4 separate regions of the Gossypium hirsutum genome follow, and all the other regions are linked to region 1. A link is a contact called in public Hi-C data. All regions are on one chromosome and are shown on one strand. Each heading gives the region's core, a stretch centred on a gene start, on an enhancer-like site or on the middle of the called end of the contact. The rest is flanking DNA. Distances are from core to core; before and after follow the strand shown.

Region 1 (2,700 bases), core at 19-2,518:
AGACGACCGTTAGCAGGGCTAAGATACCATGTAAAGACACATGGAATACAATCTTTTTCACTTTCTTTTATTCTTGTATTGCATAGCTTTGATTACTTTCTTTTCATTATGTAGCAGCAATTTCCAAGTTCTTTTAGATAAATAAAACCATGCTTATCCAAGAAAAGATACACATAAGCTTAATGAATACCTTTTCTATGGCAAGACCCTGGCGAAGATCCAATTTGTACCCATCATTGATCACAGACTTGTACCTGAGAACCAAGTCTTGACTGTTCTTCATAATTGCTCCTGCAAGTTGTCGAGCTTTATTCAACACTTCATTTTGGTCAACAACATAATTGACAAACCCCAATTTCTCAGCTTCCTCTGCTGACAAAGGCATGGCTGCCAACGACACTTCGCGAGCCTTGTTTGGTCCTATGAAGCGTGCAAGCTTCTGGGATAAACCCCATGAAGGAAATATCCCAAATCTACAATCATTTTTTGAAAACAACACTAAATCAACACATGAGACAATCAAAGCCTTCGACTTGTTTATCTTCAGCAATTGTTACCTGGCGTGAGTATCAACGAAAGTGGCTCCCTTAGCAGCGACCAGCATGTCACAAGCGAGGGCGATCTCGAAGCCGGCAGTAATAGCAACGCCGTTGATAGCTCCGATGATGGGTTTGGGGCATTGCTCCATCTGAACAACCGGATCCGTCTCCGGGTCCTTAACGTCACCCTTGAAAACATCTTGTGCAGCCGTCAAATCCACGCCTGAACAGAAAGCCCGTCCAGCTCCAGACAAGATGATGACCCGCACCGAGTTGTCCTTCGCAAGAGCCTTGAAAGCCTTGGCCAAGTCCACCATCATGGGTCGGGTCAAGGAGTTGAGAGATTTGGGTCGATTGATGGTAACAATAGCGATCCCATCAGGTTCACGGGTCACAACGATCAGCTTGTCAGACGAGGAACCCTCCATTTTTACAGGAAAAGGAAAGAAAGGGAAAGATTCAAAAGAGAAGATGAATAAATTTTATTGCAATTTTGGAAATGGTTATATAAAAAAAATATTTTCAACATGGATCTGGTTTTGGTAAATGGGTTTCGTCATCATCGTTGATCGCGTGTAGATAATGCCTTGAATTGCGTGTCTGATTACGGCGACGGGAAAGCGGATAAGAACATAAGAAAACAAAAAAATCCCACTCCCTACTGTTTATTTCATTTAAGGGTAAACTAACTCAATCGTAGATCTATTCGAGTGCCAACTCACTTGTCTAAGCCCAGAGATCTACTTAAAATATAAAAGAATTTAAATAAAAAATATTTATTTAGGTTAAGTCTTAGATAAAAAATTTTAATTTGGATACGGCCTGATCAGAAGATGTTATATTAGGGCAAATGACTAAATTTTTTTTTTAAAAATTACTGAAATAGACCAATTATTTAATTTATTGGAATAGTCCATTTTTCGTGAAATCGCGTCCACGTCAGCGCGATGTTAGGGTACGCGCCAGGAAATCGCGTTCATGTCAGTGTGATTTGCTTACGTGGACACAAATCGCGCCCTAGGGCGCGATTTGTTGATGTGGATGAACAGTTTCTCATTTTTAGCTTGAAAAATTTTGAAAGGCCATAACTTTTCGCTCGGTTGTCCGATTAAGACGAATTTTTTTTATTTCGAATAACTTTTTGAGATCTACATGCTGAAAAACTGCCGAAGGTTGTTTGCCACACTTTTCATCGAAAAAGATCCCTTTTGCCCCTAAATTTTGATTTTTTCGGTTTAAAATTAAATTTCGAAACATTCAAATCATTATTTGTAGTGTGTGTATATGTTAATAGTTACGTACAGAAAAGTCAACTGAATATAATTTTATATTAAATTCATTTAAGTTCTTCTCAAACGACCAATGATTCTAATTGTCTTAATTATATGAGTTACCGATGCCTTTGCCTAAGCATCGATGAGCTAACATTTTATATAAGTTATTTCTAATTGTAATTAGCACTTTCTATCATTATGCAGGTTACTTTTCCTAACTTGGAGAAAATCACAATCTGCCATTTGAGGAACGCAAAGAGGATATGGCACAGCAAATTTCATAAGAATTCCTTTTCTATGTTAAAAGAGTTGACTGTTGAGGAATGTGATGTGCCATTTGAATATTTTTTTGTACTTGTTGCTATTGATTTAAAAAAGATTCAAAATTGTTAACAACAAGATTCGAACCAAGGTATTAAAGGAAAAGAGCAAGCATCTTAACCAACTAAACTAAACTAATTAATTGATATATTATAAAAATACTGTTATTATCTTAATTATATTACTTACGTTCTAACGATTTATCGGACCTATTCCATACACGTGTCAAATCAGAAGAAATAATACAACAATTCTGTAAAAAAATCCGGTGTTTACTTCAAATAAATAAGGAAAATAATGATTTGAATGTTTTAAAATTTAATTTTAAACCGAAAAAATTAAAATTTAGGGGCAAAAAGGGATCTTTTTCGATGAAAAGTGTGGCAAACCGCCTTCGGCTGTTTGTCAGCGCGTAGATCTCGAAAAGTTATTTGAAATAAAAAAAGTTCGTCTCAATCGGACAACCGAGCGAAAAGTTATGGCCTTTCAAAGTTTTTCAAGCTAAAAATGAGAAATTGTTCATCCACGTCAGCAAAATCGCGTCCTAGAGGGCGCGATTTGTGTCC
Region 2 (2,700 bases), core at 167-2,666, 180 kb before region 1:
GGCCTGCATAATTTCCAAGAAGTGTTTGTTCGGAATCGGCATTGGGGCCCATTACTGCAAGGGAAGTTGTTTTGGTTTTTGAAAGCGGAAGGAGTTTTTTTGGCGTTCTTCAGAAGGACAATGCCGTTGCGAGCAGCCTCGAGGGCAAGATTTTGATGCTCTTGGGAACAAATTTGATCCAAACCACTGTTACCGAAAGGCTGCTTAACTGGATTACCATTGAAAAGCCCCAGTCTCATTCTGATAGAGAAAAGGTTGTACAGGGCTCTATCGATTTCAGACAAAGACAATTTTCGTTTTTCAACAGCTAATTTGGTGTATTTCAACAAATATGAACCACAATCAACATCCATTCCTGTAAAATTCATTGATCAAATATTCAGATGATGCTATTAGCATCTATCCATTATAACCATGTTAAGTATAGAGTTCATTTGGCAAAAAAAAAAAACAAAACTAATCAACAATACCAGCTTTACGAACATCTGCAGCAGCATCTTCTGGTACTTTAACATATCCTTGTTGTTCATAGATGGTGGCGACAGCATCACAGTCTGCAGTGATATATCTGATAATATTTTAACCAAGAAAATCATAAAATCATCTTTCTGGTATTGTTATGGCCGAAAGGAAAAGAGCTTTGTAATGTTACCCATTGAAGCCCCATTGGCCTCGGGCTGTTTTCGATAATAGATTGTAATCAGCACAGTTGGGGACTCCATTAACACGATTGTAAGCACACATTACCCCACTAGCTTTCCCTTCTTCTATGCAACTCTGGAATGGTGGCTGATATGTATCTGCTAAATCCTGTAAACTGACCTGAAATCCAAAACAATATGGGGCATTTCCAATTAATCAAAAGCAATCGAAGTTTAAAATTTTTTAAGTTTAGCACCTACATTTGCATTGAAGACATATCGAGTTACTCCTTTCCAATTATCCAAATCATAAGCAGTAAAATGCTTCCAGCAAGCTGAAGCTTGAAGATTTTCACCTAGTTTCCCACCTTCAAAAGAGTCCCCTTGTATCCCTCTCACATATGACACTGCATATTTCCCAGTAACCAAAGGATCCTCACCAGGTGTCTCTTGCCCTCTTCCCCACCTTGGGTCCCTAAATATGTTAATGTTTGGTGCCCAAAATGTCAACCCCATGGCTTGTCCAACGTTGTAAATTGCTCTACCTTCGATTCCAACTGCCTGCAAAAGGTTTCATGTCTTTCGAGTTATGCGATTTTAGTTAAAAATATACAACAATGATTAGACAAGGCTAGCCTGAGCGATGCGGTACCAAAGATGAACATCAAAGGAAGCAGCGGTGAGAATGACTTGAGGAAAACTTGTGGCTGATCGGATTGTTCCATTGAAACGCATGCCTCGGCTGACAGCTAAACCATGTAAGGCTTCGGACCACCATTGATAGTCAGGGATGCCAAGTCTTGGAATGGCGGGGGCTGAGTTAACGAGTTGGGATATCTTTTCGCCTAATGTGAGTCTGGACACCAAATCTCGAACTCGTTGGGTGATGGGGAGTGTAGTTTCGCAGAAAGGGTAGGATTTGGTTGCGGGGTCAGATGCATCACATGAGAAAGGAGGCTGAGTCGACTCAGATAAGATGAATAGCAATGAAGTAATGCAAACGAGATAAAGGAGCGAAGGAGTTTGGAGCTTCATGTTGGTGGTCTGAATAGAACAGAAAGGAAAGGAAAGGATTAAAGAGACAAGGTGAGTGTAATTGAGTGGGATTTTTGCCTTGTGTCTTGCCTTAAAAAGGACAAACGTTACATCGAATATCACAAATGACCTTGCTTTTTGCTAATTTTTTTCAACTAAACCGACCTAAATTATAATTCTTGTATGGAGATAAATACAGGTTATTGTTTCATATTTAATTCACAAGATTTCTTTAAACTCTTTAATCCCAATTATCTGTTTTATAATTGCAAATGAAAATGTAAAACTAATAACAAATAGACAAAACAGTAATTGTATTTCTACGAATGTTATAGAATGTTGTTCTATGAATGGATTATTCGTTTAACTCGATAAGTAACATTTTCAAAGTTTGAACCTAATTTTAATTTAATTTTATTCACAAAAATAACACAAAATATAAGTCTTTTTAATGTTCAAAAAACATTAAATACTATTTAAAACATTTTTTTGTTCCCTATTTTGGTTTTACAATGTGTATTTAGGGAAGGCACGTAAATAGTTTTACTATGAAAATATTAAAATTTAATATTATATAACAATATATAAAGATTAAAAAAATCTATACGTAAAAGTATGATGAAAGTTATTGTATTAAGAGTCAGATTATATTTTGTCTCATTTATTCAAAAATGGGTAAATCAGTCTCCATAAGTTAGATTAACAAGCAAATTAATCATTCTATTAAAAAATTTATCCATTTCTATTTTAAAAAATTGTTCCCTAAATGTCAGCATAAGGTACACGTGACATACCATGTGTCATTATCTGGTTATTCCATCAACCATGCTGATTTTTAACAGTACAAATGGAAGAAATTGTTAGTAGAAAGTTTCGATTTGCATTTTGATTTAACATATTGTTGAGTGTTTCGTGAGTCTCTCTTTCATGGAGGCCAATTTTCCAATTTATAAGGCACGATCCATGGATGTGACATGCTAAGTAGGCCCTCATGCATGCCAACGCGTATCCTATTCTAGGATCA
Region 3 (2,700 bases), core at 91-2,590, 190 kb after region 1:
TTTGGCTGGCATCCAATCGAATCTCAGTCCTCCACTTCTTTACCTTCCTCTTTATTCTTTGCCTCTTTCCTAGGCTATTTTGTAAAATTAACTGAAATAATTTAATTAATTATATAAATGACCTATTTTTTTTATTAAACACGTAAATGACTTAAAATCAATAGTGAAAGTTAGTGGAGTCATAGAGTTTGGAGTCACCAACATGCCACGTCAGCAATCGAGATAAAAAAAATTAATTTTTTGTGGAGCTATGTAAAATGGCACCACTTGTATAAGTATCAAAGAAATACTATAATTTCTAAAAAAATAGAGAGACTTTAAAAAATATTTTCCATTTTTTGGTGGAGCAATGTTTTCAATGTGATTTTTTTAAAGTTTTCTAAAATTTTAAATATATTAAAAAAATGTTAAGTATAATTAATTTTAAAATTTTAATATACTTAATATATATTTTTAATAGGTAAAGACAAAAAAGATTTTCTTAATATATTTAAAATTTTAAAAAACTTTAAAAAATTAAATATATTAAAATTTTAAATATATTAAAAAATGTTAAATATAACTAATTTTAAAATTTTAATATATTTGATATATTTTAAAAAAATTAAATATATTAAAAAATTGTTAAGTATAACCAATTTTAAAATTTTAATATATTCAATATAGTTTTTTAAAATATATTTTAATATTTTAATATATTTTTTAATAGGTAAAGAGAAAAAATATTTTTTAATATAAAAATTTTAAATATGTTAAAAAAAAAGTTGAGTATAACCAATTTTAAAATTTTAAAATATTTAAATATATTAAAATTTTGAACCTATTAAAAAATTTTAAGTATTAACCAATTTAAAATTTTAATATATATTTTAATAGGTAAAGACATTTAAAATTTTAAAAGGAAAAAGGGATGGGTAACTTTGAAAACGAGTGGCGCCAATTTATTTGACTCCATCAGGAAATGAAAACTTCTTTTAAAGTCTCTATTTTTTTAAAAAAATTGTAGTATTTTCCTAGTATTTATATAGGTGCCGCCATTTTACACGATTTCACTACAAAATTGATTTTTTTATCCTAGTTGCTGATGTGGCGCCAAACTCATTGGCTCCATCAACTTTCACGGTAAATTTTAAGTCATTTATGTGTTTAATTAAAAAATAAATCATTTATATAATTAATTAAAATTTGTAGGTTAGTTTTATAAGAAAGCCTCTTTCCTACCACTTTCTCCTTTCAACCCCCAAGAAAAAACCCTGCTATATAGGTACGTCCCTTCATCCCAAATCCCACAAAAACACATTCTCTTTTAGAGTTTTCTCACCACTTAATCAAATTCATCCATGGCTTCTTTTGCTACTTCCAATGTTGTTGTTCTGTATTTTGTTGTGTTAGTCTCTTGGATTCATTTCAATGCAGAAGCGAGGAGGCTTGGTGGGTCTGTCCCTGAGTCGGATCAAACCCAGCAGCCATTGCTGTTCCAATACCACAATGGCCCTCTTCTAACTGGCAACATCTCTGTTAATCTCATTTGGTATGGAAATTTCAAGCCTTCTCAACGTGCCATTGTGTCCGATTTCATCAATTCCCTCGCCTCTTCCAAGCTTGTTTCACCTCAACCCTCGGTTGCTACATGGTGGAAAGCCATGGATAAATACTATCACCTCACCAACAAATCTTCTTCCCTTGTCATTTCCTTGGGTTCACAAATCCTCGATGAGAGCTACTCTTTGGGGAAATCACTAACAAATGAACAAATACTGCAATTAGCATCAAAGGGTTCTCAGAGAAACCCCATCAATGTTGTCTTGACATCAGCTGATGTTGCTGTTGAAGGGTTCTGCTCCAGCAGGTGTGGAACCCATGGTTCAGATTCTGGTTCCAAGTTGGCTTATATTTGGGTAGGTAACTCGGAGACACAGTGCCCAGGTCACTGCGCTTGGCCATTCCACCAACCCATCTACGGACCACAGAACCCACCATTGGTTGCACCCAACAATGATGTGGGTCTGGATGGGATGGTTATCAACCTAGCTACCCTCTTGGCTGGGACTGTCACCAACCCATTTGGAAATGGCTACTATCAAGGTCCAAAAGAAGCACCAATGGAGGCTGCTTCCGCTTGCCCTGGGATTTATGGGAAAGGGGCTTATCCAGGCTATGCTGGGGACCTTCCAGTCGACGCTACAACCGGAGCTAGCTACAATGCACATGGTGTCAATGGAAGAAAGTACCTTCTTCCAGCCCTGTTCGACCCTTCAACCTCAACTTGTGCCACTCTAGCTTAAAACAAATATTATTCATCCCAACATGCCAGTCCCTAGTAAAAATTCTTTTATTGTACCATTCAATTTATTCTTTTTACGTTACGATTGAATAGAGATTCAATTATTCATTGACAAAGAATTTCACAGAAACTTCTTTAGTATAACAATGAGAGATCACATTTGTTTAGTTTTAGTTCATAGTGGGCACACAAAATCACCACTTGTATCTACATCAAGATCTGTACCAGCATCCAAATCATCAAGATCCATGCTTCCTCCCATGGAAAATTCCCCAACCTTGGGGACCTCAGTCGTTTTCATGGCCTCCTGTATTATAAACTGTACCTCTTCAATGGTTTGTGAAGGGTTATTTACATCTTGGCTTTGCCAACTTCCACCTTCCATCAGTTCAATTGGCAAGTTCTTTAAGAACCAA
Region 4 (2,700 bases), core at 155-2,654, 230 kb after region 1:
CATTCAAAAGAAAAAAAAATTCAAAATGGCGGGCACTCACATTACAAAATTTATTTATTTTGATCACTTTGGTTAAAATAGTAAATTCGCATTTCAACTAATTTTTTTTCCACCTTGGATATTAATATCCGTTTTATTATTTTGCATTCAAGTGATTTATTTTCATTTTAATCACTAAAAAAAAGACCCTAAACCCTAACATTTTGGGAACATCTTGAATGTTAAAGCTTCTTTTTATCTGTTGCAACAAATCAAGAAGGGAAAACAAATGGTAATTTTTACACCACATTTTCAAGATTGGTGAGCTTAGGATGAAAATCCCAACTAAATATCTGTGTTGAAGGCTTTAGGGGTATTTTACTAGTTTAAATTTGCAACAGAAGACTTTGGTTAAAAAAGGGGTATTTTAATGCAAAATAATCAATGCCATGTTTGCAATTTTAATAAAATAAACAAATTTCATAAGGTGAGTATCCATTTGGTAAATATTTTTTTTTAAGTGCCTAAAATAAAAGGTATCTCTAGTGATAATTTTTTTTTTCTTTTTGGATGTATTATCTAGAATTTATGCCAGTGATAAAATATTAAAAATGCTGAAAAGAAAAAGGGATTAGGTAAATAGCAATGAAAGCAAAATACCTTGTCAATGAGATCCCCAGCTAAGCGTGCACCGTCAGCTGTATTTTGAGCCATATCTTCAAGAAATTGAAGGGCATTTTTAAGTCTGCCTTCCGGCAGATGATTTCCGATATCATCCGCCACTTCCTCCACTTGTCCCGCCACTTTTTCCACAATATCCGTCACCTCTTCTGCTTTATCTATTATTGTTTCAACTTCGTCTGTACATATATACTACTTAACCTCAAAATATGTTGATGAGATATGGAAATGCAATTTGAATAACTTATGATCCATACCTTTCAGTTTTAACAATGGCCCCCATTTGCTCCTCCAAAAGGGTAGGATTATACTCATCACAAGTCCCACAACCCATAGTTTCCTGCTCAAAAACTCACTCTCAAATACATCATTTCTTTCCTTGTTTATTTGTAAAAAGAAAAGAAAAAAAAAAGGTAGATAAGACTAACCAGGAACCAGGTTGTTGACCCTGTCTGTATTTAGCAACCTAAGACCGATGCCCGGCGGTTGCAGATTGTGGTTCCGTAGAATCTGATGATTTTTGGCCTTGTGTATTGAATTTGATATCACCAAGAAATGGCTAAAACGTATAATGGGAGGCTGGAGTTTGCAGGAATATGGCATTTGAAGTTTGCATGGAAAGATGGATGCTGAAGTAGTCGCCATAAATGTCTGGGAATGAAATGAAGTAAAGGTATGTGAAAATGAGAAAAATTCAGAGAGGGTTTTGTTGAATAAATTATAGCGCGTAGGAATGGCAGCTAGAAACGATCCAAAGTATGTTTTAGGTGGGTTAGGAAGAAAGGTAAATATTATAAATTTGATTAAAGTCAATGAACCCTAGTCCTGGTTAAGGCCATATGTTGAATTTCCTTACAAGTTTCCTCCTAACTGCTATTTCTAGTTCGTTTGTTTGATTTTCTTCAAGGAATAACGTCTTTTAATTTATTGGAATTTGTCAAATATCATATCTAAATGCACTACAAGTTATCATCAACCTATCAACTTGTATTGTAGATCCGGTCGGGGATGAATTTTTTATTTTTCTTAAAAACAATATACACAAATAAAATTCAGATACGAGTGTAGAACTAAAATGGTTTTACAATTTTACATGATTTTTTATACAATCAATTTTTTTTAACATTTATTTATATATTTAATTTTTTTCACTTATAAGACACTCGTTGTATCTTCAATCCGCTTGTGAAAAACTCCCGAGATAATTATAAATTAGTCATTTCCCACCAAATTGACACCATTTTTATATTCTAAGCCCAACTAGTTTCAATAGATGGGTTTTCCGATTTAGGCCTACTTTAACAAAATTCTCGTATCAATTCAATCAATAATAAAAAAACCAAAAGAAGCTTCAACCAGTTTGATCCATGTTTTGGATTTTTTTTAAAATTAGGCCCAAATGTTGGACTTCCTTTCCATTTTAAAATTTGGCCCAACTGCTCAAACCCATTAAAGATTAAAATGGTTCAAACCCAATAAAGTTGTTTTTTATTTTGATTTTTTTTAAAAAAAATAATGTTTGTTGTTTGATGTAGTGTAAAGCATTCTTTTGTCCTCCTTTAGCTGATATTCTGATACATCTTGTAAATTATAATTGGATTTTTACTTTTTTCTTTTTGTTGATTTAGAGGAAAAATCTTACATAATTTTTAATTTACAAATACAAAAATGGAGTGTTTTTTTTAAACAAAATGGAGATATGTTAAAGTCAAGAATCTAATTGTTCAAACATAATTGAATTACATTAATTATGTTTTTTTAATTATCATTTGGATTTGAATTATATAAAAAGATTTATTTATTTATTATTTGGGTACTATTAAATAGCTTATTGAATTAAAAAATAATCATCTTATTAATTAGACCATCGAAGCATAATTATATATTTATATATATTAATTTTTTATGTATAAATTTATATTTTAAATATAAAACATTATTCCTTTATAATAAATTTACAAATTCTAAATTTATTAAAATAAAATTACCATTAAGATGAAATAACTTTTTTTTTGAAGACAATTTTAAAAATATGTCTTA

What was found. A called contact is a pair of places that touch in the nucleus more often than the background predicts.
Region 2: a Hi-C map of fibers shows a contact between it and region 1, with 3 times the contacts expected there. The contact joins the enhancer-like site here to the promoter of LOC107910232 in region 1. A contact is called at or near these places in 14 of 34 Hi-C or Micro-C datasets (anther, callus, fibers and 4 more).
Region 3: a Hi-C map of leaf shows a contact between it and region 1, with 2.0 times the contacts expected there. The contact joins the promoter of LOC107910240 here to the promoter of LOC107910232 in region 1. A contact is called at or near these places in 2 of 34 Hi-C or Micro-C datasets (both in leaf).
Region 4: a Hi-C map of leaf shows a contact between it and region 1, with 1.7 times the contacts expected there. The contact joins the promoter of LOC107908329 here to the promoter of LOC107910232 in region 1. A contact is called at or near these places in 3 of 34 Hi-C or Micro-C datasets (callus and leaf).

The regions. Positions count from the first base shown.
Region 1 is chrD02:14,483,567-14,486,266 of Gossypium_hirsutum_v2.1, forward strand. It overlaps LOC107910232 (probable enoyl-CoA hydratase 1, peroxisomal), which reads right to left and starts at 1,269. Exons shown (of 3, transcript XM_016838016.2): 1 at 558-1,269; 2 at 191-473. The coding sequence starts at 967.
Region 2 is chrD02:14,306,250-14,308,949 of Gossypium_hirsutum_v2.1, forward strand. It overlaps the pseudogene LOC107910581. Among protein-coding and RNA genes, the nearest start is that of LOC121215107, 42 kb to the left of the region's middle. Within about 2 kb of position 1,417, at least 1 of the 9 cell types and tissues checked has an H3K27ac peak or open chromatin away from gene starts, as enhancers often do. A contact at or near this core is called in fibers, where this site is marked.
Region 3 is chrD02:14,675,012-14,677,711 of Gossypium_hirsutum_v2.1, forward strand. LOC107910240 (protein PHOSPHATE-INDUCED 1) reads left to right here and starts at 1,341. Exons shown (of 1, transcript XM_016838026.2): 1 at 1,341-2,400. The coding sequence starts at 1,341. The coding sequence ends at 2,285. LOC107910239 (serine/threonine-protein kinase SAPK2) reads right to left here. Exons shown (of 9, transcript XM_016838024.2): 9 at 2,404-2,700. The coding sequence ends at 2,460.
Region 4 is chrD02:14,710,626-14,713,325 of Gossypium_hirsutum_v2.1, forward strand. LOC107908329 reads right to left here and starts at 1,405. Exons shown (of 4, transcript XM_016835525.2): 1 at 1,089-1,405; 2 at 918-1,000; 3 at 640-839. The coding sequence starts at 975.